Linked DNA regions of Sus scrofa: region 1 is linked to region 2. The links are chromatin contacts, called in public HiChIP or PLAC-seq maps. All regions are on one chromosome and are shown on one strand. Each heading gives the region's core, a stretch centred on a gene start, on an enhancer-like site or on the middle of the called end of the contact. The rest is flanking DNA. Distances are from core to core; before and after follow the strand shown. Region 1 overlaps SUFU (suppressor of fused homolog). Region 2 holds the start of SUFU (suppressor of fused homolog).

Region 1 (4,870 bases), core at 22-2,521, 100 kb before region 2:
AATCTTATTCATCTTGCCTCATTGACCCAAGGAAGTTATACAATCTATCTAAGCCTCCATGTTCTAGTTTGTAAAATGGTGACAAAAGTAGCCCACAACATAGGGTTGGCACACAGAAATACTTAATAAACTGCCTGCTTGGCCACAAGAACCTGTCCGGCCCAGGAGTCTTCCTGTATTGGGAGCACAGAGGGGTGGTTTATGGGATGGCTCAGAGGCAGACCTCAATAATTCAGCAATTGATCTACATCTCTTTCTTTTTTTAACTGCCTGTCTACATAACACATTCTATATTTACACATCCCACTGTCTAAGGTGAGTTTTTACATATCCTAACAGCCGTCTCCTTCCAGTATCAAGATAGACTCCGGATTTCTAGAACTGCACAGCTTACAGTGCATGCCCCTGTTCACCCCACCCACGCTTTACAGACTGACAGGACCGTCTCCATGTTTCCTCTCCATCTTGGTCTCTACAGATCGAAAAATCTGAACTTTTCCATTCCAGCCTGAGGGTGTTGGTCGCATTCTATCAATGGCAGCAAGTGTGGAAAGGAGAGGCGTCCAACCACCGAGACTTCTTTTAGCCACAATCCCAGTCCTGTGACAGCGATGACGTCCACACTGGCCACACAACTTGGGGCCTTCTCCTTGGGGACGTCCGGGAGCAGGAACCAGGGCACCCGGGTTGGCAACTATTCAGGAGTGAAGTGGGTTTGGCCTGCTGGGCCCAGCCCAACCCCTGGCTTCTGCCTGTAGCCTGGGAGATTACCCCTTTTGCTTTCAGACTGCTGCTGACGAAAGCTCTGAACTTTCCAGAGAAAGAACCACTTGCGAGTTTCCCCTGAACAGCAGGACTGGGACAGGGTGTGGGTGGGGTGAGGGCACCGTTTACCTTCGCAGTTACTGTTAAGCCCAAGGCTGGGTGACCTGAGTTCTGACACAGGAGTAAAAGGCCTTACAAAGTCAGTGGCAAACACCAGAAACCAAATGATAAACCAGCATGTGCGTGGCGAACATCCCAAGAAGGGAGCATCATGAGAGAACAGACTGGAGTGTGGGTGAGAAAGACAGTGAGTAAAACTTGTGTGAAGGCTGGTGCATTCCTTCATCAACTACCAACTCCCCGGACACCGGGGGCTCCGGCCGCAGCCTGTGGTCTGACACGGTGGGAGCTGAGGACCTCTGCTTTCCCGAGGGAGCCTGCTCAGGCCGGAGCCCAGGGCTTTCTGTTTTGGAGCCAGTGAGTCATTTCCTCTCTCCAGCTCTCACCTTTGAGCCCTCCTTTTCCCTTCCCTGGAGAAGTGACTCACTGCTGAAGTGTTGGGTGACACTGAGGATCAAGGATGGGCGATAAAAATACTCCTGATTGTGTAACTCGAGGAAGAGAGGCGCAGTTTGGACTGAGAAGTTAACGTGCTGGCCATGAACTCTGAGGCTGGGGTGTTAACAATGGCCGCGGCTTCACCTCTTTGGGGAAGTGGACAGAGACTGGGGTGCAAACAGAAATTCAGCCATGCAGCATTGCTGCGGGGCCCTCGTCCTGCGCTTTCAAACAGGTATTTCTGAGAAAGACGGGCACGCAGCCAGCCAAGTGTGGATCACAGAGGCCTGGGCCCTTCCTCCCACTGACCCTGGGGGGTCTGGCTGGGCCCCTGAGAACAGGGCTGTTTCTTTTGGGGTCTCCTCTCCAGGGAAAACAACGGTGCTTCCTCAGAGTGGGAGTGGTGAGGAGAGACAGTGTGACAGTCGTGAGCTCTGGGCAGGTCACCACACTGACATGACAGAGCCCTCAGAGCAGGGTTACCCGAGACTGCCCTGTGTGCGGGAAGCCATGAAAGAGCCCAGCTGTTTTCCCAGATGGAAACTCACCTTCCTTCACCCAATGCACTGGATGCAAACGAGATATTTTCTTCTTCTAATTAATCTTCATGGGCCTCGTAGGCTGAGCAAAACAAAACACAATTTTCTCTAAAGGGTGACTCCCTGGTCAGGTCACAAGCTATTCAAGATGGGAAAAGAGGCAACAGAGTCACCTCATTCAAAAGGTTAAACAGATGGGAGCAGAGGCATTCATAAAAGTGGAGAGAAATATGTGCGTGCGTTGTGTGCATGGTGGGGGGGAGGGTGCAGCTGAAAATGTCACAACAAGAGAAATCATGCTACAGAACCCTAATTTTCCAGAAAATTAAAGCAACAGGGAAACAAAACAAAACCTTAAAAGCTGCTGGTGCAATTCCAAAAGATGAGAAACTGGCTCAGCAATGATGGCTAGTTTGCATTTTTTTTTTTTTTTTTTTTTCCCTTTTTGGTTGCTCCTGCAGCATGTAGAAGTTCCTGGGCCAGGAATCGAACCGATGCCACAGCAGCAACCCAAGCCGCAGCAGTGACAATGCCAGGTCTTTAACTCACGGAGCCACAGAGGAACTCCTTAGTTTGCTTTTTTTTTTTGTCTTTTTGCCATTTCTTGGGCCGCTCCCTCGGCATATGGAGGTTCTCAGGCTAGGGGTCGAATCGGAGCTGTGGCCGCCAGCCTACGCCAGAGCCACAGCAACGCAGGATCCGAGCCTCGTCTGCAACCTACACCACAGCTCACAGCAACGCCGGATCATTAACCCACTGAACGAGGCCAGGGATCGAACCCGCAACCTCATGGTTCCTAGCTGGATTCGTTAACCACTGCGCCACGACGGGAACTCCTTTAGTTTGCTTTTTAAAGGTGCCTCAACTAAACTATTCTTTCCACGCAGCCAGGAAACTTTCACGCCAACACGTGAGTACACACACACATGAGCCCTTACCCCTCTTTGGGGGGAGGTTTGGGACCCAGAGAGCGCCTTAAGGGTCCCCTGACCTCAGGCAATGCGTCGCTGGCAGAGGGAGGAAGAGGAGGTCCTGGTACACTTGGGCAGGCTCCCAGAATCAAAGCAAGTTTATAGACATGCAGACCTCCCCACACCATGCACCTGGCCACCCACACCCCCCGGGTCGAGGTGGGAAGGCTGGCAAGCAAAGGCCATGGCTGGCAAAGAACAGCCCATGTCTAACCAGGCAACCTCAGGCAGAGGATGCCCAGTGACTTTTCCGCCTTCAACCCAGGTCCTTACAAAAGTTGGCAGGCATAGTTCTTCAGCCGGGCTCCCCTCAGTGGCACAAAGGAGTTGCTTCCCAAACTCACGCGGGCAGCCAGTGGGAAGGGAGGCGCCAGCAAGCCGAAAGAGGCTTTTCTCAACTGATCATCTTGGGAAAAGCTAGATACAAATTTCATGCCTGGAATGCAGAGGTTGTGAAACGCTGGAAGAAGCCCCAAAGAGGGCCAAGGACTCCCCTTCCAGGAAGGCGGTGGGAGGAGGGCCGGCAGGGCGAGGGGGAGCGGAGCAGGTTACCCAGAGGGGCCTGCCTTTCTGGGAAGCAGGAAGCAAGGCCTCCAGAAAAAAAGAAAGAAATCCCCTAGCCCTGAAGTGGTGGAGGGGCCAGAGACAGGCTTGATTTTGTTTCTGAATATGAAGAAAACAAGGCTTTGTGTCAAAAAGTCCTTCTGGTATAAATGAGCCAATCATGACACGTCTCGTTATCTCTGGGGCTTGGAAGCACCGAGACCCTAGAGTTAAATACAAGCCACGGCTTCCAGTGTGGGGCTTCAGCCTCGTCCTGGTGTCAAGGGAGGGGTCTCCATTCCTGCTCTGACTCGTTAGAGGAGGTCCCCCCATGAAGGTTATCGGACCTCAGAGACACCATCTGGGGCGACCCTCACGCGGTCCCTGAGTGTGGGGTAAGGAAGATGACACTGTGTTAAGAGCTGACTGCCTGCCCCGGGTACCACTCTTTTCTCACCTCGGCCAAGTCCCTTATTAGCCTCTCTGTACGTCAGTTTCCTCATCTGAGAAAGGAAGATTGACTGTGAGGATGGAGTAGGTAAACACGGTGCAGAGCACCTGTACCACAAGTTGCCACATGCTAAGCGTTAGCGGCTAACGAGGGGGGGAAGAGCAAGTTTCCGACTCCCCCCAGGAGGCCAGAGCCCCGCTGCTGATGCTCAGACTCCCTCGGCTCTTCTGGATTTTTTTTTTTTTTTTTCCTCTCTTAGGGCTGCACCCGCAGCATATGGAGGTTCCCAGGCTAGGGGTCGAATTGGAGCTACAGTTGCCGGCCTAAACCACAGTCACAGCAACGCTGGATCCGAGGGATCGAACCCGCAACCTCATGGTTTCTAGTCGGATTCGCTTCCGCTGTGCCACGACGGGAACTTCTCCCTCGGCTCTTCTGGACCTCCAGTCTGTCTCCACAGCCTCCTCGACCAGGTTCAGACCCACGAAGACCCACGCGGGAGTCCCAGCCCAGAAAGCCTGACTAAAGGAAATCACATGAAGATGTAACAGGGCCTGTGCCGGTCGCTCCCCCACAGGGACCGGAACAAACACTGGTGCCAGCACATTTTGGGTTGGCTTTCTCCGTCGCAGTCCATGCGGCTTATCTGAAACAGGGTCAGGTCCCAGGGTGGGCAGCACAGATATTACAGTCGTGCTTGCTAATCTGAACTGAGTCCACCGTCATCGATCCTGAGATAACAGGGAGCTGGAGGCTTGAGGCGGGTGCTGGAAAAATGTTCTTGGCAGGGAAGGGGAACCCATTTCTCAACCAATGGCCAACAAATTGGTAACGAGCACTGCCAACCCAAGAGGAGACGTTCTGATTGCCTTCGGACTGCAGATTCCAGCCCCTGGGAGACCCGCCTGGGCCCTCGAGCTGCGGGGAGGGGAGATGACCCCAGAAGGCTGCCCCTCTGAGCTATTCCCATCCATCGCTCTGCAGCTCAGCCAGCTCGGGCCACAGCGTGGAGGCGGCAGCCTCTGGCTCGTGTCTGCAGACAG
Region 2 (4,374 bases), core at 593-3,092:
GCTCTTCACCATTTACTGCAGGCTCCTTCGATTCTGAGCCAAACCATGGATCTCCCTTGACCCTGCCTGCCTCTGTGCTAGCCAGTGACCTAAAGCAAAGCAGCTGCGGAACCCAGAGGAAGCTCTGCATGGAGAAAGAGAACTATGCAGAGTAAGCACAAAGTTTATCAGGAAAAGTTTCTCCGCCAAACTTCAAACGCTAAAGCACTGCACTGATATGATGTCTGAGCTCATAGGGAAGGAATCAAAAGGAGACCTCCTCCTCATCCCTTCGCAAGCGCAATGCTCACAACTTGCTCCCCTCCTAAGCCACAGACCCACACCCGCCCCTACCCTATGCAGTCTCCTGCCCTCTGAGCTCCTCCAGCCGCGCTGCTCCAAAGCCTTCTCAGATGCTCCCCAGGCCCCGCCTCGCCTCCCTCATCCCACTTCAGCCGCCCCCCACCCCGCCCGGGCTTCCCCTCGCCCTCTAATGACCCCCTACAGGCGCCCCCTCCTTTCACCACGTTTACAGTTCCCTCTCTCCTGTCGTATGCGCCCCCCTGCTCCTACCCACACCCCAATTCACTCTATTCTCCTAATCCCAGTTTACCCTGCATCCACCCCCCTCGTTAACCCTTCGCTACCCAAAGGCTTCGTTAACCCCTTTGTCCCCATTCCTAACTTGAGCCTTAACTTCTTCCCTCTCAGCAGGAAGCCCTCCTTCCAAGTGCTTTAACCATTCTCCTTCCCCCTCCTCTTCCCCGCAAACTACTTCGCCCTCGGCGCTTTAACCCTTCCCAGCCCGCCCCTGTCCATCTCCCCACGGCCCAAGACATACCAGTACTTGACGATAGCGGTAACCTGGAGCGGGTTCGGCTGGTCAGGGTAAAGGCGGCGGCACTCTCCGTAGATGGCGTGCAGTCCCGGGGGGAAGAGAGAGGCGAAGGCCGGAGGGCAGTAGGGCCAGGGGCCGGGGGCGCAGCGGGGCCGGGGGCACCGCTAGGCCGCAACTCCGCCATCGGGGCGCGTAGGGCGCTGGGGGGACCGGGGAGGGCAGACGACGGGGAGAGCGCTGACGCGCCAGCAGGCGGACTCCCTGGGTGCGACTCCCGGAGGCGATGGGGGCTGCAGCGAGGTCTAAGCTCCGCGCCTGCGCAAGGCGCACCGTCCGCCCAGGCAAGCGACGGCCAGAGGGTGCCTCGGGGGCCGCGGGGCGCTCAGGGGGGCGGGGCGGCGGCGCGCCCTATTCCGACATCCATTGGCTAGTATCTTTGCCAGTCACAGGTGGGAAAGGCGTGACTTGACAATAGGTCCCGCCTCCCTCTCCCTGTTTAAGGGGTGTCCCGAAGCTCTTGGCCTCCCCTAGTGTTAGGAGGAACTCAGGTTTAAATAGAGATGCTGGCGCGTCTTTCTGAGGTGCTAGGGTCGCACCAAAGCGCTGGGAAGTGCGTGGGTAAAGGGCTTGTAATTGTTCTGCGGTCACTCTAAGAAGGATTGTTAAACAAATCTGGCAATGGATTGATTCATTCGTTCGTGTAGCATTAGTTTTAACAGTAAAAATCTGAATGTTTCCTACCGTCTTTGAATGTCCATTGACCAGATTGACACCAACACCGCCAAACTCGAGGGTCATATGTTGAAATATCTATTTTGAATTTCTGCTAGAAAGTAACAGGACTTAGATAAATTAGGATCGATTAAATATCCTGACTAAAGGGTCAGGACTATTAACTAAAGGGTCCTTGCAACTTGAAGGGCGGGAGGAAATACTCTAGACACTGGGCTCAATTAGAAAGCAGTGATGGAGTTCCCGTCGTGGCTCACTGGTTAACGAGCCCGACTAGTATCCATGAGGACTCGGGTTCGATCCCTGACCTTGGTCAGTGGGTTAAGGATCTGGTGTTGCCGTGAGCTGTGGCGTAGATCACAGACTGGGCTCGGATCCTGGGTTGCTGTGGCTGTGAAATAGGCTGGCAGCTACAGCTCCAATTCAACCCCCAGCCTGGGAACGTTCACATGCCGCGAGTGCGGCGCTGAAAAGACCAAAAAAAAAAAAAAGAAAGGAAGAAAAAAATAGAACCTCTTTTCGCTTCCATTTTCTCATTCATCAATGTGAATCCTTATGAAAATTAAAGATATGCTAGAGCAGTTCCTGAAGCTGGAAGATGAACGTCGTTTTAATGGCCAAAATATCATCTATACCAGTAGCGCCAAATGCCAGTCTTTAGATCAATGTTAGCATGTTGCATTACAACTATCCAGGAAAAAAATGCAAAAATCAACAAAAATGTTCTTTTACCGCAAAAGCAAATTTTATGTAATTTAAACTACTTTCCTCTATTCTCTGAATATGTTCCTCCCTGTGTATTTGTGTGTATTAGAAGTTACTTTTATTAGAGTGCTATAGTGATATATGTTTGTTTTTTTTTTTTTTTTTTTTTTTTTTTTTGGCTTTTTTTTTGTTGTTGTTGTTGCTATTTCTTGGGCCGCTCCCGCGGCATATGGAGGTTCCCAGGCTAGGGGTCCAATCAGAGCTGTAGCCACCGGCCTACGCCAGAGCCACAGCAACGCGGGATCCGAGCCGCGTCTGCGACCTACACCACAGCTCACGGCAACGCTGGATCGTTAACCCACTGAGCAAGGGCAGGGATCGAACCCGCAACCTCATGGTTCCTAGTCGGATTCGTTAACCACTGCGCCACGATGGGAACTCCATGATATATGTTTGTTAATGTCTTATAGACCCATATAAAAATATGGCAACCTTACGTTGTCCAGGGGAAGTGGTGGAGAGTGGCAGGACTGATCTGTAAAAGCCAAACATCCACAAGTTACTGATCAATCCAAACCGAACTACAGACAAATACTACATACTTCAGGAGGCACTGGGAATCCCTCCCAATGGACTACAGATTCTGGTAGGCAATGCAATCAGCGTCCCTTTCTATTTAATCTATAGAGACTACAAAGCCCAACACACCGTGCGCCGGAAACGCGATGCCGTGTCACTTACACTAGGCGGGGCTCCGAAGCAGCTAAATACAATGCAGAGCCTTCTGGGTATTGTAGTTCTTCGAAAGCGAGGTCGGGCCGCTCCCTGGCCGTCCGGTACTGGAGGCCAGACTGCGCATGCGTTTCAGTGGCGTTAGCGGCAGACCGGTCTGGCAGTTCCTTCCTCGGAAGGAGAGATTCCTCTGCCATGGAGTCCTACGATGTGATCGCCAACCAGCCTGTCGTGATCGACAACGTGAGTTGCATCCCCCTAGAGGGACTTATGCTCTCCTCCTCGAAGGGATCGCTTCCCGGGTTTCAGCCTGGGCCGCCGGTTCTTTGTCACTGGCCCGGCCTGTCAGGCGGGTTCAGCCGCCGCCGCCTCCTTCCTCCCCCGACCCGTAATCCACAGGCAGGGCGGGCCAGCCGGCCATCAAGCATGGGATGGAGAACCCTGGGATGGATAAAGGGAAGGGTTATAGTCCGAGCCGGGTCCTTGGGCCCCTGGCTAGAGGGGCCTTAACCTCTCTGTGAGAGCCCGGCGTCCGCCCCGTCCCAGCTTCCGATAACTCTATAGGCTGTTCTGGCTGTCCATCTTGGCCAATGACCCCGCCTCTGGGCCTTGCCGGATGAGGGCAGCCCTCTGCAGTGATTGGCTCGCTCTCCTGCCTTTCTTCCCGGCCGCCATAGTATTTCCCCCCTTTAAGGGGCGGGGCGGCGCTCGAGGGCCGTGGGGATTGGTTTCGGGGCCTCGGAGTGGTGGGGCCTGACCCGCTAGGGCCCGCCCGGGAGTGGAGAAGGGCTAAGCTTCCTTCGGTCCCCAGACGGGCCCGCGGCTTGGCGGTATGTTTGGGTGGGGCTCGAATGTGTGGTGCCAGAAATGGCCTTAGGATTTCAGTTATTTCTGTGATTTTAAATTACAACGTTAATAAATGTTGAGAAGAAAGGGGAGTGACAAAGCAAGTAGGGGGTTACCTTTCTCTTCGAAACGCCTAGTTGCTGTGGAAAAAAAAATAACTAAACGTATTTGCCAGGCGCTGTAGCGCTTACACAGGGGTTTCACATGCATTCAAATTGGATCCTCACCAATTTGAGGTGGATAGTTAAAGCAGGACGTTTGATCCTCGTTTTACGAATGAGAAAACTGAAGCGCGAAGAGGTGAAGTGAGCCCAAGGTCGCACAGTAGTGGTGCCCTAAATCCAGTGCTTTATCCGCTATTCTTCTTGCTAGTACCCATGCAGGTGCATCAATAGTGACAAATGGAAAGAATCTAAATACTGCTCTTATTTTTGGCGGAGAGAAGCAGTTGTATAAAACTGAATTTCTGTCTTTCCACGGAAAGGTTGGGTTGATACCTTTCTGTTCCTCTTCTAAGTCCCTCCATTGAGGCACAATTGCCA

Evidence for each region. HiChIP or PLAC-seq counts read pairs in DNA pulled down with a chosen protein or histone mark.
Region 1: a contact with region 2 is called in an H3K27ac HiChIP or PLAC-seq map of alveolar macrophages. The contact joins the enhancer-like site here to the promoter of SUFU in region 2. A contact is called at or near these places in 4 of 5 promoter capture datasets (fetal liver, fetal skeletal muscle, liver and 1 more), 8 of 47 Hi-C or Micro-C datasets (embryonic fibroblasts, fibroblasts, liver and 3 more) and 2 of 2 datasets of contacts at active chromatin or transcription factors (alveolar macrophages and skeletal muscle).

The regions. Positions count from the first base shown.
Region 1 is chr14:113,597,287-113,602,156 of Sscrofa11.1, reverse strand. All of the region lies in intron 10 of SUFU (suppressor of fused homolog), which reads right to left. Among named protein-coding and RNA genes, the nearest start is that of TRIM8, 38 kb to the left of the region's middle. Within about 2 kb of position 1,271, at least 38 of the 83 cell types and tissues checked have an H3K27ac peak or open chromatin away from gene starts, as enhancers often do. A contact at or near this core is called in alveolar macrophages, fetal liver, liver and 3 more, where this site is marked.
Region 2 is chr14:113,497,469-113,501,842 of Sscrofa11.1, reverse strand. SUFU (suppressor of fused homolog) reads right to left here and starts at 1,842. Exons shown (of 14, transcript XM_021072750.1): 1 at 941-1,842; 2 at 821-938. The coding sequence starts at 1,001. ACTR1A (alpha-centractin) reads left to right here and starts at 3,049. Exons shown (of 11, transcript XM_001928877.5): 1 at 3,049-3,229. The coding sequence starts at 3,182.